Linked DNA regions of Mus musculus: all the other regions are linked to region 4. A link is a contact called in public ChIA-PET and promoter capture Hi-C data. All regions are on one chromosome and are shown on one strand. Each heading gives the region's core, a stretch centred on a gene start, on an enhancer-like site or on the middle of the called end of the contact. The rest is flanking DNA. Distances are from core to core; before and after follow the strand shown. Region 1 holds the start of Gcg (glucagon). Region 2 has its middle 42 kb from the start of Rbms1. Region 3 holds the start of Pla2r1 (phospholipase A2 receptor 1). Region 4 has its middle 19 kb from the start of Gm33841.

Region 1 (3,340 bases), core at 610-3,109, 970 kb before region 4:
AAAATAACAGAAGGCAAGTAAGGAGGAGAAAAAAGAGAAGAACCACTGAGAGAAAGTTTTACCAAGACTCTGGTGCTATATTTATGGCTTTTGAGCATCTTAAACATCATCTGCAGAACCCTCTCTTAGGGATGCTTCACACACTGGTAGTATCAGAAAAGGGAAAAGAGAGGAGGGTGAAAAATGGGAGATGAGAAAAGGAGAGGAAAGTGGAGACAGGATAAAAGGGGCCGGAAGGTGACAAAACATTTAATAAAGGTGTGGCTGTTACACTCCTGACACTCGCAATCATAAAGAGCAATCTAGTCCTGCGCTAAGCTGGTCCACACTTCTAAGCTTAATCAGTGCAATTGAGTTAGTTCTGCTAGACTTGGAGCTGGACACCTTTCTCTGCTCTTTCACCCCATCTGCTGGCTCTGCCAAGAGCTGTCCTTGGCTCAAGACACCAGCAGCACCAATGAGAAAGTGAACTTGATAATTTATACAGCTGTGATTTCAGCTTAACCTGCTAATAGATTTCCTGGGAGCCTTGATAAAATGTAGGTAGATCAGATCTGAGGCATGAGATTTTCTGCTTTTAATAGGATCTCATGTATGCTGGTCCTTGGACCTAACTCTAGGGACCAGGGCTTCATATCATCAATGACAACTAGCACAAAACCCCTCAGTAAGTTCTCTCTACTGACGTGGAAAATGGTACCTATTTCTTAGTGTAGCTCCACACCCACCAGTGAGTTTAATGCACAGAATGAAGAATTAAGTTCAGTCAGAGTACTCCTCCAGTTGTTTCAATGGTCTATTTCCATGGAAGTTATCAGTTATACCAGGTAGTTGATACATTTGGACATCCAGATTTAGGTGGGAAACGCTGTGGTCTTGTCATATATTAAACAAATGCTTAACCACTGCTCTCCTCACAAATCAGCATTAGAATCCCGGAGAATGTGTGGCTTGGCCAAAGTCCCCTAGCTTACAGATGATAGCAGGGAAGGAAACATACTTATGATCACTGGAGTTTCATGCTGTCTGTTCATACATCCTGGTTATTTCCCATCTTATATTTCCTTCTGTTGGAATGGCTAGAATTGTATCTGCTATATGCTATAATTAGTAAGGACCTATATACACGCTGGAAGCTATAGAAAGAAACAGCATGCATCTCATCTCAATAGTTTGCCTCCTGTATCTCTCTTTGTATTCTAATGCCCCACCCCTTCTCAGTAAAATTAAATTTAAGTCATTTTTATTTCATTTTAAGATGAAAACAGAAATAATAGACCCTTTGCTATCAGCATCAGTGAGTTTGTGTATTCTCATTTTGCCTTCTGTGTCTCATTAACATGGTGCACATTACATTTTAATTGACATTTAAAATCTCCCCACAAAGAGAATACAAATTTATTCCATACAATGTGGATGAGTGGGTTATTGATATGTGTGTACTGGGTGAGTGATTTGTTTGCCTAGATGAATGATCTATCACTTATTCAGGAACTCAGGATATAGCCAAATACCAAATCAAGGGATAAGACCCTCAAATGAGACTAGGCTCATTTGACGTCAAAATTCACTTGAGAGAACTTTAGCAGTTTTTCGTGCCTGACTGAGACCGAAGGGTGGATCTCCAAACTGCCCTTTCCATTCCCAAACAGAAAGGCACAAGAGTAAATAAAATGTTTCCGGGCCTCTGCGGTCTCAACCCGGTATCAGCGTAAAAAGCAGATGAGCAAAGTGAGTGGGCGAGTGAAATCATTTGAACAAAACCCCATTATTTACAGATGAGAAATTTATATTGTCAGCGTAATATCTGCAAGGCTAAACAGCCTGGAGAGCATATAAAAGCACAGCACCCTGGTGCAGAAGGGCAGAGCTTGGGCCCAGGACACACTCAAAGTTCCCAAGGGGACTCCCTCTGTCTACACCTGTTCGCAGCTCAGGCTCACAAGGTAAGAGGCACACTGTGCGGCGGGGACTGTCTGGAGGACATTGGGCAGTGAACTATGTTTAAGTACTATGAATTAAAATGTTGTTTTTACGTCTTTTACCTTATTGATAGGACGATGAAGGGCACAGTTTAGATCAAAGCGTTATTGATTAGATTTATACCTACTTTATCGTGATGAATTTGCAAACTACTTAGAGAAATAATATAATGCATTTATAAAATAGAAAGAAAAACAAAGATTCAGACCAGTGCATTTGTTACAATGTGAACAGTATGTTCAACTAAGTAAATACTCTGAAAAATAAATATTTTTGCTTTGACTTGAAAGATGCGCGTACTACTTTGAACAGAAGGGGCTTTTTAATTTCACAAGAAAATGTGTCCATTACCAAGACTATAATAGCAGTTTTTCTTTATGAATTAAAAGCTTTTTTTAAAAGCTTTTGTTTTCTAAAAGAAAATATTCAGTCTCATCTCTCAACTATCCAGATTTCTAATAAATGTTTCGAGGTATCAAGGCCCTTTGTAAATTAAAGCTGACATCTATAAAGCAGAAAACAAGCGTCATCAATAACTGGGAATGTCTTCATATGGGTTATAAAATAACAGTTATTTACCATATAATAGTTGTAAATACAGTCTAAAGTAGCTCCATCTGGAATGAGATTCTCTGCATCTCTTTAGAAAGACCAATCAGATATTCTGAAGTGCCTTCTTAAGTTCATAGGGAAAAACCCCAATTCACAAATGCCAGCAACGGAGTCAACCATCAGGCATAGTGTGTTTCAAGACATCCCAGGGCCGTTACTTCTCAATCTGGGGGTCAAACAACTCCTTCACGGGTATTGTATATTAGATATTTACATTATGATTCATAACAGTAGTGAAATTACAGTTATGAAGTGGCATTGAAAATAACTTCATGCTTAGAGTCACCACAACATGTGGGACTGTATTAAAGGGTCACAGCATTAGGAAGGTTGAGAACCACTTATCTAAGGACTCGTTATTAAGGGAGATAAGGAAGCAGAAAGTGTTTATGTACCCTACAACACCAATGTATCTTAGGAAAATAAAATAATCTCTTCTTTCCTAAATCTAAGATTCTTTTTCTAAGACTTTCCAAACAGGGAGTAATACTGTACCTATATCCTAATTTTAATTTTGATAGGAAAGTTGTGGCATTTTTCTTTTTACTTTTTTTCAGAAATACCATTCTCTTTCTTTACACTAGCCAAAAGAGGAGAGAAGTAAGTGTAAATTTCTTACTGGATACAATGTTGATGCTAACATAATATATTTAATTCTAAATAATAGTATTAAAGCAATGGGTTAATTATTTTATTTCTCAGAAGTTTCTTAACTTTCAAAAAGTGGCTAAAGGGAAGTGAGTTA
Region 2 (3,307 bases), core at 602-3,101, 590 kb after region 4:
GTTGTACAAGACCCTTAGCTCCCGTAAGCTGAGGTTTGCTGGATGGGAGTGTGTGAGTGTTGGATCCTCATGGCAACCAGGGAAAGCTGAGCGCCAGCAGTGTAAACAACCAAGGCAGACAAGCCAGGAACAACAAACTCAGAGAGCATTCTGCTTCAGTGGAGGATAAGAAGAAGACAGACCTGTTGATCTTAGCACATCCTGACCGGACACATTTCAACTATGCTAAGTCTGTGGTGAGTTCTTCTGAAGCTAACATGTTCAGGAAAAATGGGAAACCTAAAATATGACTTACGAACCCTTTCCTTTAAAGGATTAAGATAGCCATTCATGTCAGCCGTAATTTAAGTCCCCATTATCTAGATTAAAAGAACAGAGAAGTGTATATGGAATTCATTTGCACAGGCTGCGGATGGATGAAGCTGACCTCACGTTCACAGGCTTCCAGATCCTACATTTAACACAAGTTTCCTTATCATTGAAACAGAAATAGCCTTATTCCCCACTGTAGAGTTCGTAAGAAGTTTAAATCAGATGAACCATGGAAGGCATTAAATACAGGGCCAAAGCAGCATGTGTTAGGTATTTTCGCTTTAATCTTGGCAGTGGTATTATTCAAGATGTAACTAGTATTCCCCCCTCACTTTTTTTTGTTTTGGTTTTTGGTTTTTTTTTTTTTTTTTTAGTTTCCCCTCTGTTTACTTTCCTCTAAGGTGTATGTTCCTTACTCTCTTCTTTGGTTTTTCATTTTTCTTCTGTTGATGTTTTCCAAACATTGTTTTTGGTGTTTTTTGTTTGTTTGTTTATTAACACAGCCTGTAATTGTTGCTTATAAGACAAGTGGAAAAGAAGTTTGCATGGCATTGCATGCTCTGGCCCTGAGTTTTTCTCTACTGTCCTTGCTGGGCTGTTCATTGGATACTGTGCTGTCCTCTCAGCGCTTAGTTCCTTCCCTAGTCCTAGCTAGAACTCATGAGTAACTCCTTGGCATTCAGAGTCCCACACACTGAAGTGTGAACGGATGCCCCGCCCCCTGCCTGCCCCCTCCACCCCACCCCCCCCCTTTCTTTTTCTTTCTTTTTTTTTTTTTTCTTCTTGCCTTTTCTGGCTGCACCATGTTTATTGGCTTCAGAAAATGTCACAAGAACATCCTAGCTATGATACTGCATTTTTATCTCTCTTTTTTTGTGTGTGTGACATGACTATAAGTTGAGTGGATTTGTTCTTGACAGAGAGAAGGCCTGTGACATTTCTAAACAAACAAAAATAGCAGCATTTGCTGTGTCGTGCCTGCTGCTCACAAAGCGTCCGCTCAGGTGGGAAAGGCTGAGTTTTCACTGAAGTTAAAATGAAAATTGTGAGTTTCAGCCAACATCAGACGACAGGCTTTATCTTGACAGGAAGCTTTAGAGATGTTGGTGCGATTAAAATACCAAGACGTGTTCAAGGTGGCCTTCTAGGAGCCTGGGTCTGCGCTGCATGCGCTATGCTTTTCAGAGAAACAAGGATATAGATGTGGTTTAACTTTAACCAGTGAGTGTGTTTGACTGACAGATGTCCAAATAACTAGTATTCTAAATGTATTGAAAAGTCAGAGAGCTTTGTCCACTTCACTGGCAGTCTGCCTAAATATTAATCTTTCAATTATGGATATATGTATATGTATATGTATATATATAACATGCCACACTATCACTAGGACCTGAGTTCAATCCCCTCAGAGTCCACATGAAAGGCTGGGTGTGTTAGAATGCTAGGGAGCCAGCAACAAAAGGCTCCCCTGAGGTTTTCCTGCCAGCCAGTTTAGGTGAGTTGGTGAGTTTCAAGTTCAGTGAGAGTCCCTGTCTCAGAAAATAGGATAGTGACACATGACATCAACATCTGGCTTCCACATGCATGCTACACTCGAGCATGTGCATACCTTCCCAAGTGAGCAAGCCAACTCCCTCCCCCCTCCACCAGGACCTTCCAGGATATTCTCCTCCCGCTTGAATGCACTTTCTCCTTCTCTTGCTGTGACTAATTTCTCTGTGTTCATTACTTCTCATTATTACAGTTGCTTCCTCAACACTGCCCCCCTTACCTCATTTCCTGTTCTTTTCCTCTCTAGCATTTACCATAGTTCATAACTGCGTTCGTGTGTGTAAACCCTTATATATAACAGTCAAGAAAAGAATAAACAACAAGAACAGCGCGTTGTCCTTGCACCTTTTTGATAGCTAACCTAAACAATCTACTTCTTACGAAACTTCCTCAAAGAAACCACTCTAGATACCCTGGCCTAGGTTTTGTTTGTTTTTTAAGGCAAGTTGTCCTTATGTATCCCAGAACTACCTCTACCTCCAAGTGCTGTGATTGAGCCAAGACTCTCAGCTTCCAGTCTAGTATTACCTCCATTGGAATAGCAACAACCCAGACAATTACGATTTATGAGTTAGATGTAACAACAAATAAAGGTTATGTAGACACAGATTCTGTCTTGATAGGACTCATAAGCCGAGATAAACATTTCTGGAGGGTTTCATGGTGAGTGTTGTCAGGAGAAGGTTCTGGAGTCTGTTTTGTGGAGAGGTGAACAGAGTGAGAGATGAGGCCGAAGCTCAGTGGGTTGAGAGGGAATAATTAAATTTTGCTGCATAATGAGGTTAGACGACTACTCTTGACATAAAAATGAACATGAGCCAAGACAGAGTGTATGGTATGTTTGGAAAACTGTGGGAAGTTCCGTGTGGCTGGAGTGGGTGTGAGGGTTTGCACAGAGAGTGACAGGAAATGACTTTGGAACAATAGACAGGCTTTGGTCCTGAGCCATCTGGACAGTTTCGCTAAGGATCCTGGGAGTGATGCTCTAGGCCGTGCTTGCTCTTTGTGCTCTGATCCTGCTACTGAGGGGATCCAAGTTGAGGAGACATGACCAGCTCTCTGTGAAGCCCTTTCTAAGAGAGCCTGTGGGATAGGGCAGTTAGGGGAGTGGACAGTGACAGATGCTCAGAAGAGAAGCGGTACCCTGGAAGACTTAGCTAGTTGCAGATGAACAAATGACGGAGCACTGCTGTTAAATATTTTCTTTTTGAAATTACCATGGTAATTTGCTTAGTGGAAAAAACTTGGAAAATGTAAAAAAAAAATTGTGAATAATGAGTACAAGAGATGTTCTTAGTGTAGTTAAGGTGAGAAGAAGGGCTTTTGAAAGATCCAGAGGATTTTTAAGGTTTATTCTCTTTTTATTTTCTTTTGAGATCTTAATTCTACCTACCTAGGACACCAGAAGCTTTGCATATATTTTGTATATAAAGTTCACACTTGC
Region 3 (3,323 bases), core at 306-2,805, 960 kb after region 4:
TCTCACCACTTCTGGTCTCAGCCAGCCTCTCCTTCCCACATCACCACTCGTGGTGTGACCATCAGAGCCCATTCCAGTTCCTCCTGTCTTGCTCCCCTTTGGTCTCACTGCCCTGCTTCCTTCAGAGATTAATATCAGCAACCAACTCGGTTATCTAATTAGGCCACATGGATTGCATCTGCCTGCCACAACTGATGCCAGTCATCTTAATGAGGACTGAATCTTCCCACTACAGGCAACATTCCCACAGTAGTGTGGTTCGAGGCCAACAGAGAGAAAGTCGGGGTTGGTGACTGCAGACTGTGTGGTATGCGGTGCTCACAACATGCGTTTTCTGCCTATTGTCAGGAAAGACTTCTGTGTATACTGCTATTCTATAGACTCGAGAAGTACACATTGAGTCTTCTCTCGTCTTCCTCTTCAGCCTTAGTCCTTCAATTTCCTTCTCAGAGGACAACCAGACATCTTTCCTTAAGCCATGCCCCTGATACCTCCAATCCCAAGACTTCTCAAGACTCTCACTGTGACTGAAGTATACACATCTTGCTAGCTCACAGAACTCAAGGCTTACTTAACCTCCACCAGCAAGCTGTCTAGGTTCCAGCAAGACTAAGGCCCTATCTCCCTCCGACCATCACTCCTGGCTATGCATACCTTGTAGGCAGAGGCATATTTCCTGAGTCTGGCACTGTAATTGTCGGTTTTGTTATTGGCAAAGTAAGACAGGTCCTCCAAGATCCCATCATCTGTCCTCCTTTCCCCCAGGTTCCCTTTTACTGTCTTCCCACTTCTGTTTTACCCGCTATGCCAAGGTCTTACTTAGGCAAGGGCCTTGTATCAGACTGCTTGCTCTCTTATGTATTGAATGCTTCCTGTATAATAAATGTTAGTTATTTGGCGGGGAAGGTGGGCAGTTAGAAAGACTGCGACTGGTCACGGTTTGGGCAGCCTGATGTTTTGTATTTATTTGTTGTTGTCTACTAATTTAGGGAGTAAGTTTTGTTGAGTTAAGGAGTAACCGAGATCCAGTCACACACCTTTCTGACTGGGTTCTTCAACTCTACAGTGTGGGATATTTGATTAGATGAAGATGATCTAAGAAAACGGAAGCCTGGGGTTATTTTAAAATAGGATAAAGCTGGATACTGAAGGTGACTTCTGGTTACTCTGGAGCAATGTTGAAGACCAGGTTGGGCCCCTAGGTGTCTCCTGTGCTCTGCATTCCAGAGGCATCCCGGGCCTGAGTTCACCCGGCAGCTCTTTTGACTCCTCTGCCGGCAGCCAAACCCTTGCAAATCCAGTGGGCAGGTTTCTTCTCCTGGAGAGGATTAGCTCGCTCACCCACACTGGGGACGGGTGACCAGGAATTGCAGCAAATCCGAGAGAGAAGTTTGAGCACTCATGGAGCAGGGAAGGGGAGCCACGGTGCTGCTTTAGCCCTACTTTCTCCTAACCCCAAAAGGCCAGAGTGTTTAAGCTGCACAGGGCCCGGCCCTTTTTCCTGCTCCCTCCCCAAAGCAGTGTGGGCGGGGCGGCGAAAACTCCGCTATTTGCGTCTCCACGCCCAGAGTCCCAAGTGTACACGCTGTGGCGACAAGGGAGGCGAGTTCATCTCCAGGGCTCTGGGATGGCGTGGTCCTCAAGAAGAGTGGTAGCTTCTCTTGCCTCCTGCAGCCTAGTCCAGAGCAGGGGACACGGTTCTGATTCCCGTGGGTGTCACCTAGCGTGCCTGATGGTGCAATGGTTAGCGATGCTGCAGCTGCTCTGGCTGCAACAGCTGCTGCTGCTGGGGATTCACCAGGGCATCGCCCAAGATTTGACTCACATCCAGGAACCGTCCCTCGAGTGGCGTGGTGAGTGTCCGCAGCGCCGAACTGGGGGCTGATTGGCACCCGGGACTCGGGGCGGAAAACGGGTAGGAGTTGAGCAAGACAAGTAAGAGCAAGGCCTAGTTTGTATTGTGGTTGCTTGTGTACTGTCCCGGGGCAGATGGGACAGTCTCTTCCGCACATCCTCTTGTCCTCCAAATTAGGGCGAGGTAAGGGGCAGGGTCTTGCCTTCCAGGCTTGCGGGACCTAGGAGAGTAGAAATAGTTTCAAAATGCAAACTTTACACGGGTTGATTAAGAGGGTCACCTTTCAGATAATGCTGACAAAAAGATGTCTTCTTTCATTACCTTCCAAAGGGAGAAGTTGGATCTACATTCTACAGATAACCCCCAAACAGGCCTGTCTGCTACGCCCCTTGGGGAGGCGGGGCTCAGTGGGGTGGACAGCGATGGGATTTGTACCTTCTGGTCCTCCGTTTCTCTAGGCTGAACAATGGCTCTATAATATTCATGAACCACTGACAAATAAGTTACACAGCCCCCGACACGCGTACAAACTGATAAATGCAGCATCGGTTTGAGCATCAGCCCACATACAGTAAGGCCCCAACGTGAGCATAGAAGGAAGCCCAAGGAAAAGAATCAGTGTCCGCAAGGAGCAACTCAGGCCCGAGTCTCTGAGACATAAAAGGTGTGTCCCTGAACGCGTGACTGTGCCGTGATCAAAGGCAAGCAGGTGGCCTTAAACCAGAAGGAGCCTCCTGGCAGCTCCTGTGCGTTCTGTCCTAGGAAAACCTTTGGCGAAGAGGCATAAAACAAGATGTAATCCAGTTCTTTGTTCTTTTATTTTTCCTTCAACATATGCACACATTTTTAAGTTGTTTTTTTTTTTTTTTTTTTCCCTCAGTTGTACTTCAGAGCACTCTAGGGGCTTTATCCTCACCAAGGCTAAACCACACCAGCTCTTCCTATTCTGGAGCAGCCAGAAATGCTCTTAGGTATTTTTCAGTTAAGTAAAACTCTAAGTACACAGGGGCAAGCATATGCATAGATAGGCAGTTGGCCACTTTGTATCTTAGCGTGGAGATCCTGCCTGGGCTTAAGTGTTAGGAAAGGGCAGCAGCTTGTGAGACTAGCTGGGACTCAGCCACAGGAAGCCTGATCCGAGATCCTCCCAGTCAGGGTCAGCACCCACTGGGAGCTAATCCTTTCTATATTTGGCAGACCCAAATCCTGACCTGAGATAGTGGCTGAAGAGGCCTTCTTTTCCATAATCAAGGGCACTTTGAATATGAAAACAACCAGCTCCCTGCCATACTCCCCAGGTACAGCCTGCAAATCTGGAGTTCAACATTGCAGACCCAGAGATTCTCCAAACACAGGCGCTGTGGTTGATGCACTAAAAGTATAGGCATTCTGCACTAGCTACCACACAGTCTCTCTTCCTGACCCCATCACCTGCACCAGTAGAATTGCAAGTGAATTGTAGACAAGC
Region 4 (2,902 bases), core at 308-2,807:
TTCTACATCAAGTCACAAACACTCTGGAAGGAAGTGAGATTGGCAACTGAGTGTTGTCTCTGGGCACATTCTATCTCCACAGTTGAAACACTGAGGTTAAAAACAGTGATCTATAGTTAGACTGACTTTGGCACTTAGACTCTGAGCAGATACTCCAATTTTTTCACAATTCAGGGTTACTATTAGTATCACACAATGTAATGGATACAGAATACAAAGCATAATTACTAGTTCAATGTTTTATTTGATAAGTGGCAGACATTTTTATTATGACAAAGAAGGGTAGAAAAGGGGAAATTTCTAGCAGGGTATGTTGTAAATTGTTTTGTAACTCCTCTGTGTTCAGTGTGTCAGAGAATCTAGCTTTAAGATAATGGTGGGTCCTCTCTTTTTGTCCTGTTATTTAAGATGAATATTTCAGACAAAGGGCATGGCCAGGAGCCCTTCACCTCACCAGCTGCTGCACAGTCAATGAGAAATCACACCTGAAGGGACAGGGTGTGTTAAAGCCAAAGCTGGTAAAAAGATAAAAATTAACATTATGCCAAAAACACAGTGGATCTATGAAAAAAACAAAACAAAACAAACAAACAAACAAACAAAACCTCCAAACACTGGGAGATGAAAATGGTTTGGAATCTTCAGTGGAATGAAAAGAACCACTGCTTTCATGAACCAGTAGAAAGTTGGTTAATTACTTTCATTTAGGGAGAGTCTGGAACCTTATTGGGCTTCCTTATCTCTGCCCTGCATGCTACCATCATTCTGGTGACTCTTATCTGAAATGCCTTCTAACTGTGGGCTGAATTGTATATCCCCAAATCCATGTGCTGAAGTCCCAACTTATGGTAAGCGTGTGTCTCAGCAATTCAGGCAGGGGTTAGTTTTAGGTGGAACCTTCTAAAGCTAACTAAAGTTAAGTGAAGTTATTGTGGTTTTCCTATGAACTGAATATTGAATGTGTCTAGATTCATTATAAGAGCAGACACACACACACGCTCACAGAGCAAAGACCGTGAGAAGGCAGGGAGAATATGATCTCCTCTAGGCCAAGGACATTAGCCTCAAGTCAAGCCTGTTGGCATGTATGAGAAAACACATTTCTATTGTTTAAGTGAGCATCTTACTACAGAAGCCAAGTAAGGTACCATCCGTTTGCCTGATTCCTTGGTCTACTTCCTCATTTCCAGAGATAACCCCTTTTACCGGCATGATACCCTAAAGTTGTCATAATCTATGTCTACCTGCCATCTTATGAAGCTTACGTTAAAATCTGAACTGTTTAGCTCTCTCCTATGATAGTTAAGTTGTCCTGCAGCACTGCACAGCTATCATTGTGTCCCAACCACATTCCCGGGCCTTCTTCCCTTCCTCGCCTTTAAACATCCCTGCTCTCTTTCCTCCCGATGGAGTCGTATGGGTTACCACTTCACCCTCTGTCTTATCAATATTTCTAACTTCTCTTTCCTCCCACACGTGGAGGCCTTTCAGAGCCCCACCCAGCTGTCTGTCTTCCCTGCCCACACAGCATTTTGGGTGCTGCTGGAGGAAACCACACAGCCACATCACATGTCCCGAACCGTAGTCAGCTCGCAGAGGCCCTCAGTGCTGTTCTGGCGTCTTTCTCTATACAATGAATAGCTCAAACTTCCTCTACCCTCATCTTTAAAATGTAGACTTCACAACATACACCCTTGTTAACCAGCAAACGAGCTCATTTCCTTGTTGGCAGAGAAAAGTGAGGTCGAGAGAGAGAGAGAGAGAGAGAGAGAGAGAGAGAGAGAGAGAGGAGACTTCCCAAAAATTCTGTTAACCAACATTTAATTTTTCTTCCCGTTTTGCATTTTTCTTCTGGTAGCCAACCTCAACATTTGTCACCTTCTAATAATGCCTTGACTCATTGGCATTCAATCAATCCAAGACTCTTTCTCTTCTTTGGTTTTCTATCAAGTTTAACAACTCTCCTTTCTCCATTGTTTATGGCTTTTTCTCTCCTTGTAAACAGTCTCATGATGCCCCAGAAGTGCTCCCTACAGCTTAAACATATTGTTCTATGGATCCTTTATATAAATAAAAAAAAAATCTTTAGGCATCTTACTCATGTGTGACATATAAAAAAGTTGATCTCATAGAAGTTGGAATGGAGTGGTGCCATCTCACCCGCCTTTGTCCATTATTATAGGACGAAATATCATAACGTATATAAAACGCTTATATTAACACCTGAGAATATAGTATGTATTAAATAGAACTACTTTTCACATTTCTTTTTTTTTTTAAGAGTTTTTTTTTTAAGTGCATCTTGTTTGTGTGTGGATGTGCATGTGGGTGCAGGTACCTGAGGAGGTTGGAGAAGTTTGATCCTGTGGAGCTGAAGTTATAGGCAGTTATGAACTGCCGGGTATGGGTGGTAGGAACCAAGCTGCCTTCCTCTGCAGAGGCTGCATGTGGCCTTAACCATGGAGGCATCTCTATCTCTTCTTTCTTGTATTTCTTTAACCATGAAACACTGATGATGAGCGAATCTAGTGAAATCACTGTTAAGTCTCTCCCGCAGAATTCATACAAAACACCTGCTCCTTTGTGCAATGAATCTCAGCATTGTTACAACAGGTACAGCTCTGGCTGGGAAGGGGGATTCCTGCCCGGGGCTGTAAAGGATCTTTTGCATCACACACAATAGATTTGAGCACGAGTGCCTCTGACATTTAGTAACTTTAAACACTTATTTTCTTGATTAATTCAACCTCAGAAAAGTAGGCTGCAAATTCTCTTTGATATCCTCAAAACAAAAGCCAAAAACATTTGTGTGTGTATGTGTGCGCGTGTGTGTGTCTGTGTGTGCGTGTGCATATGTCACTATGTATTTAAATTCAGAAAGAGAGAAAAAATGTCAATTGTT

What was found. Promoter capture Hi-C pulls out the DNA fragments that hold promoters and counts their contacts. ChIA-PET counts read pairs in DNA pulled down with a chosen protein or histone mark.
Region 1: a contact with region 4 is called in a promoter capture Hi-C map of the HPC-7 cell line. The contact joins the promoter of Gcg here to the enhancer-like site in region 4. A contact is called at or near these places in 6 of 39 promoter capture datasets (the C10 cell line, the HPC-7 cell line, HPC-7-derived erythroid cells and 3 more).
Region 2: an RNA polymerase II ChIA-PET map of memory CD8 T cells shows a contact between it and region 4, with 9 read pairs. The contact joins two enhancer-like sites. A contact is called at or near these places in 1 of 484 Hi-C or Micro-C datasets (forebrain), 2 of 115 datasets of contacts at active chromatin or transcription factors (bone marrow-derived macrophages and memory CD8 T cells) and 1 of 9 other capture datasets (embryonic stem cells).
Region 3: a contact with region 4 is called in a promoter capture Hi-C map of the HPC-7 cell line, with 5 times the contacts expected there. The contact joins the promoter of Pla2r1 here to the enhancer-like site in region 4. A contact is called at or near these places in 11 of 39 promoter capture datasets (the 3T3-L1 cell line, the HPC-7 cell line, cranial neural crest and 6 more) and 2 of 9 other capture datasets (adipose tissue and embryonic stem cells).

The regions. Positions count from the first base shown.
Region 1 is chr2:62,482,172-62,485,511 of GRCm38.p6, reverse strand. Gcg (glucagon) reads left to right here and starts at 1,859. Exons shown (of 6, transcript NM_008100.4): 1 at 1,859-1,946. RefSeq lists a promoter at 414-1,866.
Region 2 is chr2:60,922,020-60,925,326 of GRCm38.p6, reverse strand. It overlaps a transcript of Rbms1 not described here. Among named protein-coding and RNA genes, the nearest start is that of Rbms1, 42 kb to the right of the region's middle. Within about 2 kb of position 1,851, at least 90 of the 459 cell types and tissues checked have an H3K27ac peak or open chromatin away from gene starts, as enhancers often do. A contact at or near this core is called in bone marrow-derived macrophages and memory CD8 T cells, where this site is marked.
Region 3 is chr2:60,551,540-60,554,862 of GRCm38.p6, reverse strand. Pla2r1 (phospholipase A2 receptor 1) reads left to right here and starts at 1,555. Exons shown (of 30, transcript NM_008867.2): 1 at 1,555-1,853. The coding sequence starts at 1,733. It overlaps Gm13583 (a long non-coding RNA gene), which reads right to left. Exons shown (of 3, transcript XR_374557.4): 3 at 1,847-2,075.
Region 4 is chr2:61,512,841-61,515,742 of GRCm38.p6, reverse strand. No RefSeq gene overlaps it. Among named protein-coding and RNA genes, the nearest start is that of Gm33841, 19 kb to the left of the region's middle. Within about 2 kb of position 1,557, at least 87 of the 459 cell types and tissues checked have an H3K27ac peak or open chromatin away from gene starts, as enhancers often do. A contact at or near this core is called in the HPC-7 cell line, bone marrow-derived macrophages and memory CD8 T cells, where this site is marked.